Linked DNA regions of Mus musculus: all the other regions are linked to region 1. The links are chromatin contacts, called in public HiCAR-type and HiChIP or PLAC-seq maps. All regions are on one chromosome and are shown on one strand. The core of a region is the stretch at or near the end of the contact, and the rest is flanking DNA. Distances in the headings are between cores, read along the strand shown. Region 1 overlaps Ror1 (receptor tyrosine kinase-like orphan receptor 1). Region 2 overlaps Ror1 (receptor tyrosine kinase-like orphan receptor 1). Region 3 overlaps Ror1 (receptor tyrosine kinase-like orphan receptor 1).

What was found. HiCAR-type assays count read pairs that join an accessible place to other places. HiChIP or PLAC-seq counts read pairs in DNA pulled down with a chosen protein or histone mark.
Region 2: a HiCAR-type map of fibro-adipogenic progenitors shows a contact between it and region 1, with 5 times the contacts expected there. The contact joins two enhancer-like sites. A contact is called at or near these places in 4 of 484 Hi-C or Micro-C datasets (embryonic fibroblasts, epidermal suprabasal cells, muscle stem cells and 1 more) and 3 of 115 datasets of contacts at active chromatin or transcription factors (astrocytes, extraembryonic endoderm stem cells and fibro-adipogenic progenitors).
Region 3: a contact with region 1 is called in an H3K27ac HiChIP or PLAC-seq map of stem cell-derived neural progenitor cells, with 8 times the contacts expected there. The contact joins two enhancer-like sites. A contact is called at or near these places in 1 of 484 Hi-C or Micro-C datasets (the 3T3-L1 cell line), 2 of 115 datasets of contacts at active chromatin or transcription factors (heart atrium and stem cell-derived neural progenitor cells) and 1 of 9 other capture datasets (embryonic stem cells).

The regions. Positions count from the first base shown.
Region 1 is chr4:100,406,016-100,409,255 of GRCm38.p6, forward strand. Ror1 (receptor tyrosine kinase-like orphan receptor 1) reads left to right here. Exons shown (of 9, transcript NM_013845.5): 5 at 1,798-1,925. Among named protein-coding and RNA genes, the nearest start is that of Gm35760, 14 kb to the left of the region's middle. Within about 2 kb of position 1,321, at least 28 of the 459 cell types and tissues checked have an H3K27ac peak or open chromatin away from gene starts, as enhancers often do. A contact at or near this core is called in fibro-adipogenic progenitors, muscle stem cells and stem cell-derived neural progenitor cells, where this site is marked.
Region 2 is chr4:100,180,432-100,183,791 of GRCm38.p6, forward strand. All of the region lies in intron 1 of Ror1 (receptor tyrosine kinase-like orphan receptor 1), which reads left to right. Among named protein-coding and RNA genes, the nearest start is that of Gm12701, 62 kb to the left of the region's middle. Within about 2 kb of position 1,455, at least 25 of the 459 cell types and tissues checked have an H3K27ac peak or open chromatin away from gene starts, as enhancers often do. A contact at or near this core is called in fibro-adipogenic progenitors and muscle stem cells, where this site is marked.
Region 3 is chr4:100,153,450-100,156,961 of GRCm38.p6, forward strand. The region is part of intron 1 of Ror1 (receptor tyrosine kinase-like orphan receptor 1); the gene reads left to right. Among named protein-coding and RNA genes, the nearest start is that of Gm12701, 36 kb to the left of the region's middle. Within about 2 kb of position 1,427, at least 15 of the 459 cell types and tissues checked have an H3K27ac peak or open chromatin away from gene starts, as enhancers often do. A contact at or near this core is called in stem cell-derived neural progenitor cells, where this site is marked.

The sequences.
Region 1 (3,240 bases), core at 71-2,570:
TGTCTCATGGCTTTTCACTCCTTTGGCGGCTACCCTCAGCCTGCTAGTCTCATAGGAATAGGAAACCTGTAGGTAGCAAAACCTAGCTACATAGCTCTGCTCATGGCCATAGTGAAAGAGAGAGAGTGGGGGGGGGGGGGAGGAAGAAAGAAGGAAGAAAGAGAGAGTGAAGGAAAAAAAGGAAGGAAGAGAGAGAGAAGGAAAGGAAGGAAGGAAGGAAGGAAGGAAGGAAGGAAGGAAGGAAGGAAGGAAGGAAGGAAGGAAGGAAGGAAGGAAGGAAGAGAGAGAAGGAAGGAAAGAGAAACAAACAGAAAAGAAAAATTAAGCACTTAGCAAATGTCTTCCTTTTGAATGAGTGTCCTCTAAGTTTGCCATAAATACATTAGTGACAGCTATGTGCTATCTCTGCAGTCTCAAGGGACTTCTCTAGCAGCCAGTCATGGTAGCTCCCAGCCACTTGAGAGACTGTGGTAGAACTAGTACACCTTCAAAGTGAGGTTGGACAACATATAAAGACCAGTCATAAACAAAATCAATGTGTCTGGGGTCATAGCTCAGTGGCAAGTACTCATTTGGCTTGTATGAGGCCCTAGTTCCATCTCCAGCACTGCTAAATTAACACACAAACAAATAATAAGCTTTTATATTATTTGATGGGGTCATATAGCTTATACCTATAGGGCAAAGAGGCCAGTTATAGCCTGTTTTAAAGGCAAAGGACCATGATGCACAGGTCTTGGCCAGCCTGCCTAGAGAGCACAAGAAGAATATTTTGGTACCCTGTCTTCTAACTTAGAAGTCAAGAAAGGCAAATGGGTGATACGTGGAGACGGGTGTTGACATCAGCCAGAGGGGAAGAACTGGGGTAAAGGTGAACTCACAGATGTAGCAGGCAGTCTTCAGGGGAGCCTACATCTGTTGTTCTACCCTCTGGCTCTGCCCTGTGTCTTGTGCATCCCCATTGAGGAGTGGGATGTCCGTCTTGGATCCTGGTCTCCTGTCCTATGACTTGTGGCACTACAGCTTTCTTGTCATTGCCTGGCGTCCCCTGTCTTCAAGATAAAATCACTTCCCTTGTTCACTTATTATTTTAATTTAAAAGTAGCAAAAATCTTATGGCCTTTTTTTTTTTTAAAGTTTTAACGGTCAGAGAGAGGTAAAGTGTCTGTTGATGCTTGCTTCGGAGTTCTTTGGAGTGGCTGGTCTCCAGTCTTTTGGTCTGTGGCTTGCTCTGGCTTCTTGAAGATAGACAGGACAAGTTGTACCCAGTGAGGAGCCAGGAAACCCTCCCATCCTCCCTCCTAGCCATACTAGCTTCCTACCCTGTGGATCTCCTAATTGACATGTCAGTTGGTGTGGATCTTGTGGCTAATGTGCGCACGCCTTTGTAGCAAATGGAGCAGAAATAATCTGCACTTAGAAAAACAAAACAAAACAAAACTGTAGCGCATGTGCCCAGATTTCCAGCTTGCTTCCTCTTCCCTCACAGGGCTACATCATCTTCCAGCACACCACCAGCTGCAAAAATAAAAGTTCTTTCCCATATTTAAGGATGATTTTTGCGCTTCAGGATGATTTTCTGGGGGTGTAGGAAACTTGACCAACGTGACCAACAGATGTTTTAAGGGATGTTTGAAAACTGAATTTATAAAAAAAAAAAAAAAAAGTCTGTAAATGTAGTCTTCATTATATGGTGCCCAACTGCGCCCCCTTGTGACCATTTAGAGCATTGCAAAGCCAGAGTGAGTAGTGTGTGAGGGTAGTTCTGTTCTAAGAATCATTGTGCTTTGTTTTTAGAGATGAGTATGAAGAAGATGGATTCTGTCAGCCGTACCGAGGCATTGCATGTGCACGATTTATTGGCAACCGCACTGTGTATATGGAGTCTTTGCATATGCAGGGGGAAATAGAAAATCAGATCACAGGTAGGTAACATCAAAGAAGTGATACTTAGCCTTCCTTAACTATTTTTTTTTCTTGCCAGGAGTTTTTCTGGGCTTCTTTCCTGACAGAGAATTAGGCTAAGCTTAGGGTTGGGAGTGGGACCATAAAGAGGCATAAGATGTGATCTCTGTGCTCTGGAATTTACATTAAAATAATTTATTAGAGGTTAGCCTTGGAGGAAAAGGAAGCTTCGAGAAGTCTCACATTCGTGCAAACACTCAATAAATATTCCTGAGTGCTTTCGGTACCCTGGGACCAGACTGGACACTCGGGACTATGAGGGCGTGAAGGAGCCAGGTGTGTCTCTACCCTCACAGAGCTTGCGTTTGGAGGCAGCATGGTGTAGACTAGAACAAACAAGGACTAGAACATTGATCCCAGAGCTGTTGTTACAGAGACAACATCAAGAGACTTGCTGTTCTCCATGAGCCCCAAAGTGAAACACTTCCTAACAAGACTGGGGGGAGGGGCAGGCCATCATGCACCACTTTGACTTGAAGATTTTAGGAGACATATGGACCAATCCAGGACAGAAATATGGGAGAGAGAAAGGGCCAGAAACTCTGTTCTCTGAGCAACTTGACAGAACTGAGAAGCAGCTGAGGGGAACTGTTGAACCAAAACATGGACAGGAAGTGGAGTGGCTTTTGCTGAAGCCCTCAGGGGTGGGGGGCTGCGGGGGTGGAGGTTGAAAACAAGAGTAGACACAGGCTGGACAGAGAGGGGCCACTGAGCCCAGGGTTTCTACCCAGTATAAGAGCGTTTGGACACACTTTAAAATAAGGATACACATTAAATAAATGGCATTCTGATATAAATATTTGGTAAACAATGTATAATAGCCCTCTCTTGCACATGTTCCATGGGTATCAGCTTGCTGGAAAGTATTATAGTTCCATTTTGTTTTTGGAAAACTCATTTCATTCTTTTTGACCCAACGTTTCCCAGACTTGTTAGCCTCTGTGGCCCTTCTCAGAAGCCCTTGATAAACTGTGGGATTAATGGTCCCAAGGAACTCAGTTTGTGAAACAATGTAACCAGCCTCTTGGGGGGCCTACAGGGCTGGTGCACTTCTGGGATAGATGCCCTGCAGTGTAAGATTTGGCTAACAGACCCTGAGATCCCACAACACATACTGGGACAATGCCCTGTGCAGTGTGAGGTTAGGCTAACAGACCCCAAGATATGGAGATGCACACTGGGACAACTGAACTGTGGTCTTCTGGTGTATCGCGTCATTTTCCAAAGATGGAATAGACAGTATTCAAGGCACGATGAAACGAAGCAAATGATACA
Region 2 (3,360 bases), core at 205-2,704, 230 kb before region 1:
AGGTTACAGCCAATATTCCTGGGACCCTGGGGTTCATTTTTCTTGTGTCCATAAAGCTTTGAGTAAGAGACTTTAGACTATTTTTTAAAAAATGGTTTGTAGTTATTAATGTTTTCAAATCCTGGTTGGATTTTAAAGGTAGGTTAAACTGCTAAAGTGAATATAAATTAAAACCAGTTAGACAGAGGAGTTCCTACCCCATTCTGTCTTTGGTGTGCCTAGAATTCCATAAATTTTATGGGTTTCAAACCCCTTGCCTTGTTTTGAATGTTTCTAATAAGAAGGAGTGAAGTGGCTTACACCTCTTGAGACATACAACTGTTACTGAGGAATGCCACTTGGCACCCACAGAAAGAGAACACTAGTCCGTTGATTCATAAAAAATGTGTGGCTGATTTTCCTGGGACATGTGCATTATTTTCACAGAAAAATTTCATTTTTCATTCCTTCCTACCCTGTGTATTACTTACACACGTTTGCAATTCATCAACTCTGATTTCTAACATTTCTGCTCCCTCTTCTCTCTCACTATCTCCAGCTGGCTACCTACAGAGAAAAAGATCACATAGAAGAGGAATTTTCTCTTCTCTTCTCTTCTCTTCTCTTCTCTTCTCTTCTCTTCTCTTCTCTTCTCTTCTCTTCTCTTCTCTTCTCTTCTCTTCTCTTCTCTCCTCTCCTCTCCTCTCCTCTCCTCTCCTCTCCTCTCCTCTCCCCTCCCCTCCCCTCCCCTCCCCTCCCCTCCCCTCCCCTCCCCTCCCCTCCCCTCCCCTCCCCTCCCCTCCCCTCCCCTCCCCTCCCCTCCCCTCCCCTCCCCTCCCCTCCCCTCCCCTCCCCTCTATTCTTCTCTCCTCTCCTCCCCTCCCCTCCCCTCTCCTCTCCTCTCTTCCCCTCTCCTCTCCCCCTCCCCCTCCTCCTCCTCCTCCTTCTGTCTCTCCCTCTCTTTCTTTTCTTTTTCTTTTTTCTTTTTTTTTTTTTTCAAGACAGTGCCTCACTAAGTAGTCCAGGTTGGCCTAGAACTCACTCTATAAACCAGGCTGGCTTTGAATTCAGAGATTCTCCTGCTTGTTGCCTCCCAAGTGCTGGCACTGAAGGAATGCACCACCACTACTCAGACTGGGAATTTTCCTCAATTCCCTTTTTCCTGTATTTAAGAGATAGCGTGAATGTGAGAACCAGTTTTGGTGTATATGTAGATGCTGCAGGGCTACTGGGAAACAAATTGGAAACTGTTCCATGAAAGAGTATGTCTGCCCATAGGGCTGTGCGTACATACATGTGTCCATGCATGTGTGTGCACATGCACACATGTGCTTGTCTCCCCTGACCCCTTTCATTACACTTTCTGAAGTGCTGAGGCTGTGACTTAGGTTGGTTGGACCAATATGAGGTCATGCTGACAGCCCAAGGCTCAATGAGTGAAGATTGAAACGCTCATCCAGCAAGAATTTTGGCTGCTTGTCATTGTCAGAAAGGCTGCCAGCAGAAAGTGAACAGCCAGGCCCGGCTTAGTGAGCAATGGCTTTCCTGCAACAAAAAAAAGTCTGTTTATTTTTCACCTTTGAAAGATCTTCTTAGAAAATCTGGGCTGGGAAGGGATTAGCGTTCACTTTTCTATCCCAGATGCCCGGTTCTCTCTCAGTGCAGATGTGAGGCAGGTGATTTCCCTTTAGATGTCGGGGAAAGTGAAGCAACTGGCAGTTTTGTCTGCATTCAGCCATCGAATCTCAAAGAGGTAGTAGCTTTGCCCTGACTTGAAAGAATTACCCAGGGTGCACAGTGGGAGAATTCTGGGTGGAAAGCCATAGCGATTAAAAATGTCCTTTGGCTTGAGACCTGCATAGTTTGAGATAATGCTTGATGAGGCAGATAGCTTACTTGGTTCCCTCATCTGTGTGATGCAGTGATGCACTGATATGAAGGTACCTGTGTAAAATATAGCACAGGGTAACAGGATAGCATATTTTAACCTGTAATGCCTATTCCTCCTTTGTGTATGAAGGTGTGCTGAAAGGACTGGCCCTAGAAGGGGCGATAAAAGGAGGGAAGACACTCCACAGTTGGGTAAGACATCAGTAGCTCAGAGCCTGGTAGAGGACTTGGAAATCACATCGCTGCATACAGCAGAATATAGGCAACCCCTGTATTTTCCTTTGTGATTTCTATTGAAGACAGTTTTTAGGGGACATTTAGGCTTCACATATAAACCCAAAAACTGATCAGCTCTTTGTTCAGGAGAAACAACTTAGGAAGACATTTTCGAAGAAAACCAATAAATGGATGATGCCCAGGACACTTCCTGTGTGCCATCAAAGTAAGTTCCTCAATGACCTGGTGAGTTTCATAGGAAGACAAAACCAGGCATCTTTAGTGTGGTGCTCAGATGCCCAGGGTGAAACTGGGCTCTTCTCTGGGATAGCAACTGTCTCCCTATTGAGAGCCTGGCTGTCATCATAGGACACCCAGGGCTTTTGGGGCATGTCTCTAGTGAGCTCTTTGGCTCTTTGCTCTATTTGATTCCATCTCTTGCTCCTGTTCACCTGATTCCTGACCTTGCTTAGATACAACCTCAAGCCACCATCTGGTCAGGCACTGTGGCATCAGTGACACTACAATATTACTCTCTCCCTTCTCTGTTAGAATAGACAGTACACCAGCATCTGCCCATGGAGACCCAGAGACATGGAGGTCTGACAGAATGAAGAGCTCGGTGCTCCATAAGAGACCTTGTCTAAAAAAAAATAAAGTGCAGAGCAACTGAGGAAGAAACTCTCATGTGAATTTCTAGTCTCTACATATACCTGAAAAAGTGAGCTCACTTCTCACACAGATGTACCAGGAACTCACAAATACACATACCCTTCTCATCTCCACAAAACCTTTTACTGGTATCATGTGGATGATGCCCAATATCTTCTAGTGTGGTTTGTCAAAGGAAGAGAGTTTATGAGAGAAAGACAGTGGGCTAAGGTAGAAATTAAAGCCCGTGTATATAATTTATGGAGAACTTTAGACACCTAGAGACATAGCCTGTGATGTGAGATGAGGGCTTAAGGTCACAAATGTTGGGGTGCCCTCAAGTTTTGGCAATGTTTCTTCTGTATATTCTGTGGGTCTTGAAGATATTCTACAGTGAAAGGATTCTCTGTGCAGGTAAACTCCCTATTACATTTGAGCTTGTTCTCAGAGATGATGGACACACATCTACAGAACCAGAGAAGTCTGATTATGAGGGGGAATTGTTCAGCTTTAAAATTTCCTTGTTCTTCAAACTTATATAATGGCAGAACTTTGATTTTATTTGTTTTGCTGTGCTGGAGGTTAAATTCAGGGTCTTTTGCATGCTAAGCAACTGTTCTGTAC
Region 3 (3,512 bases), core at 177-2,676, 250 kb before region 1:
AGAGAGAGAGAGGGAGGGAGGGAGAGAGAGAGGGAGGGAGAGAGAAAGAGAGGGAGAGGGAGGGAGAGAGGGAGGGAAAGAGAGAGAGAGAAGGAGGGAGGGAGGGAGAGAGGGAGGGAGGGAGGGAGGGAGAGGGAGAGAGAGGCTCTTTGGGAATTTGTATTTCTCCTGAACTTTTGAGTTGAGAAGGCTGTCCACACATACTTACTGACTCCATATTAACATCTACACTTTCTGAACGAGTCTTGGTGTCAGAGGCCAGGTGACCTTCGGGACTCCGCCTCTCCTGTCCCGGCTGCTCATCCCATTTCTTCAAGCACTGCACACATTGAGACTAAGACAGCTCTGTTTTAGCTGTGACCCAACGCTAGCAACCTGTATACAGGGGTTGGGATGGTTTCTGGACTCTGTCTTCCATGTTCTGTAGTTCAATCTGCTGCTTTCTTCTTAGTACTAATGCTTGTTAGAAATGATGCGAACGAATGAATTCCTTGCTGTGTGCCTCTTTCTCCTTTAGCCCACATGTTTTCCTTGTTGTCTGGTCTCTCCCCCACTTAGTATGGGATGGAAGCTAGGGTCTTTTCCCCTCATCCCGGGCAAGCACTCTACCATTGGATACTCCAACCCCTCTCTGCCATTCTTAATTTATTCCTCTTTCTAGATTGACACTGGTGTTCTGATCGCCTAGTATGACCTTCATACTGAGTTTTCATTTTGTCTCATGTAAAACTGAGGTCTGCTCAAAATGTGTGCTTATTTTATACCCTTACAAACCGACGATGGGATGTTTATCACCATCCCGCAGGGGAAGGGATTAGGTCTAGACGTGTGATTTATAAAAGATCACAAAGTTCTGGGACCTAAACTTAGTCATTATGTCCAACCCCCTCTGCTGTGTGAGAATTGCCATCCCACTCCATATGGCTTCCCTAGCCTCCTAGACCCTTCTAGAATACTGGTTTCTGAGGTTGTATTGTATTAGCTTTCTGTCCTATGCCATTCTTCAGAGTGTTTCAAAGCCCACTCCCTGTACCAGCATATGCTTTGTGTGTGTGTGGGGGGGGGTATGGGGTGGAGAGGGGGAGGGAGAGCAATAACAAAGAGCAAGGAAGCGAATGGAGTGGGAGGGGGCCATGAACCGAGAGAAGTTGTCCCAGGCTTTGCTTTCTCTTGGTGATGAGGTGACCAATCCCTCACATCTGTGCTCAACTCCCCTCCCTCAGCATCAGGCTTATTTCAACTAAGCCAGTGCACCTTCCCTCTGTAATTCATGTTGGGGGTTTTCCTCCCAGCCACCTGCATAGTGTCTAGCTTTCTCTCTTTCTCTCTCTGGCTTGCTCTCAAGGCCACGAGTCTGTTCTTTGTGTACTGTTCTTGATAACCCTTCCCAGGATTTAATGTCATTAAAGATGCTGTTCATCAGCCTGCCTTTGTCTGAGATGTCTGTGTTGGCAAGCAGGCAGATAGAAGTAGCAGTGTGCTCCCCAGCCAGATGCAGGGTAGCTGGGGCGGGGGCACTCAACCGAAGCGCATTCCTACCATTACTTGGCAAAGAAACAGCCCCTGAGATTACTGGGGTAATCCTTACTTCAGACCTGGACTCATCAGTCGAATCCAGGGCTTCACTCTTGAAAAGGACCTTAAAATCAGCTGCTCTACTTTGAAACTTGAGGGAAGCATGGAAACAGATAAAGGACATAATTTAAGGTTTTAGGATGTTAAGACTTCCAGGGACTTGAGACAGTGATACATAGCCTTGTTCTCCCATTCACCAAGGCAAGAATCGATGCCTACACACACACACTCAAGCAGCACAGCATCTTGTGAGTGACTCTTCTCTAATGTCCTGCCTACAGCCCAAGGAGGGTGACATCAGTTACTAGGGTGGATCTGTAGATTCTCCTGGACACTATGGAAAATTCCCACTATCCTGTCCAAGCTAGCTTCCTACTGCCTCTGGTCAAACCCTCTGCTAATATCCTCTTTGTCCTCACTGCCCTGCGTGACTGCTACTTAACCAGTGATGTCTACCTCCTCTGGAGCAGGTAGCAGTAAGCCCTGAGAGGGAAGGAAATGGGAAGGAATGGAGTGAGGCGCTAGGGTGGATGGTCTGGATTTTCGCTTATGCCTTTTGAGTGGTTTTAACTTTGCAGTGGGGACAGGACTTGGGGACTTTACCCCTCTCAGGGGAAGGGGAGAAACCATGCTTTTCTTTCCACTCTCTTAGTAGCATGTGTGAGAGTTCATGTACCTGACAGTACAGTTAAAAAAACTTGTCTTCCCTATGAGGCTAGGTTTAGACAATCCTATATCAGTTGAAAGGCACTACCATCCTTTAGTAGCTTGGTAATTCAAGTTCTAATATGTGAATTCCAGCAGTCAAGGGACCATGTTAACTAAACCACTAATCTACAGCGGCCCAGGTTCTGTTTCTGCATCCCTTTGCAGTTTCTCATAGGCCTCCGAGGCCTTCACTCATACCAACTTTAACTACAGGTTCAAAGTCCCATGGCTAGCTAGCATGTGGGATGTGGAGAAATAAAAGAGGGTGTCTTCACACCCTACCATTGGTAAGGACTCATGGAAAGGACAGCTTTGGAGTTCCAGTTTTGTGTCCCTCATGTCTGAGATCAATCCTAGGGAGGAGAGAAGATTTGAGGGCTACGTGCTGAAGTGGGCATCAGCAAGAGCTTCGGGACTGACTTAAGTGACAGAGCAATCTGGCTAGTGGCTGCCTTCTGTGACTAATAAAGAGGTCACTTTATCACGGGGCCTTTGGATCTGCATTTAATGGCTTCAGCAGATGGTTATGATTTCTGACTTGGTGCGGCCACCTTATTAAAATAAGACCCCGATGGGCAGGAAAAGGCGTCTTCATTGTTAACACCAGAAGCAGAGCCCAGGTATTCCCCAGCTAGCTTCTATGAGATGCAGACCAGCTATGCTGTGAGAGACTTCTGCCTGTTGAGCAGAGGCAGCCCCCTGCCTTTGAACGCTTCCTTTTGTCAAATATACAGGGGCTATAAGGGCATGCTCCTGTTAATGGAGAAGATATTTTGAAGGAAACTTCAGGCTTAAAATGTAAAACGTAAGCAATTACTGGTCTTGTGTGTGATTTAATGTTACAGTGAGCATGTGCCAGTCATGGGTGGCTCTGTCCTTCCACTGTGAAGTCCAGGATTGAAGTCAGACTGTCTGTGTTAACCCACTGAACCATCCTGCTGCCCAGCCCAAGGATATATAAAAGTAAATATTTGAATAACAAAGAAAAAAAATCAACTGATATCTTTAGGCTAGTTGAGACTCATTCTGTTTGATTGCTAACCTCGGGAAGGTGTCCCGAGTCTTATCTTCAGGCATCTTTTCCTCTTCTTCCTTTTAATTCCACCCACCTGAATGTTTGTGAAGAGCCAATAATGGCAAAGGCTTAATTTGCCAAGCCTTACCTGGAGGAAGCATTTAAATCACAATGGCAGTTTGTGGTTATCACACATGGCACTCTAGCCCCCAGT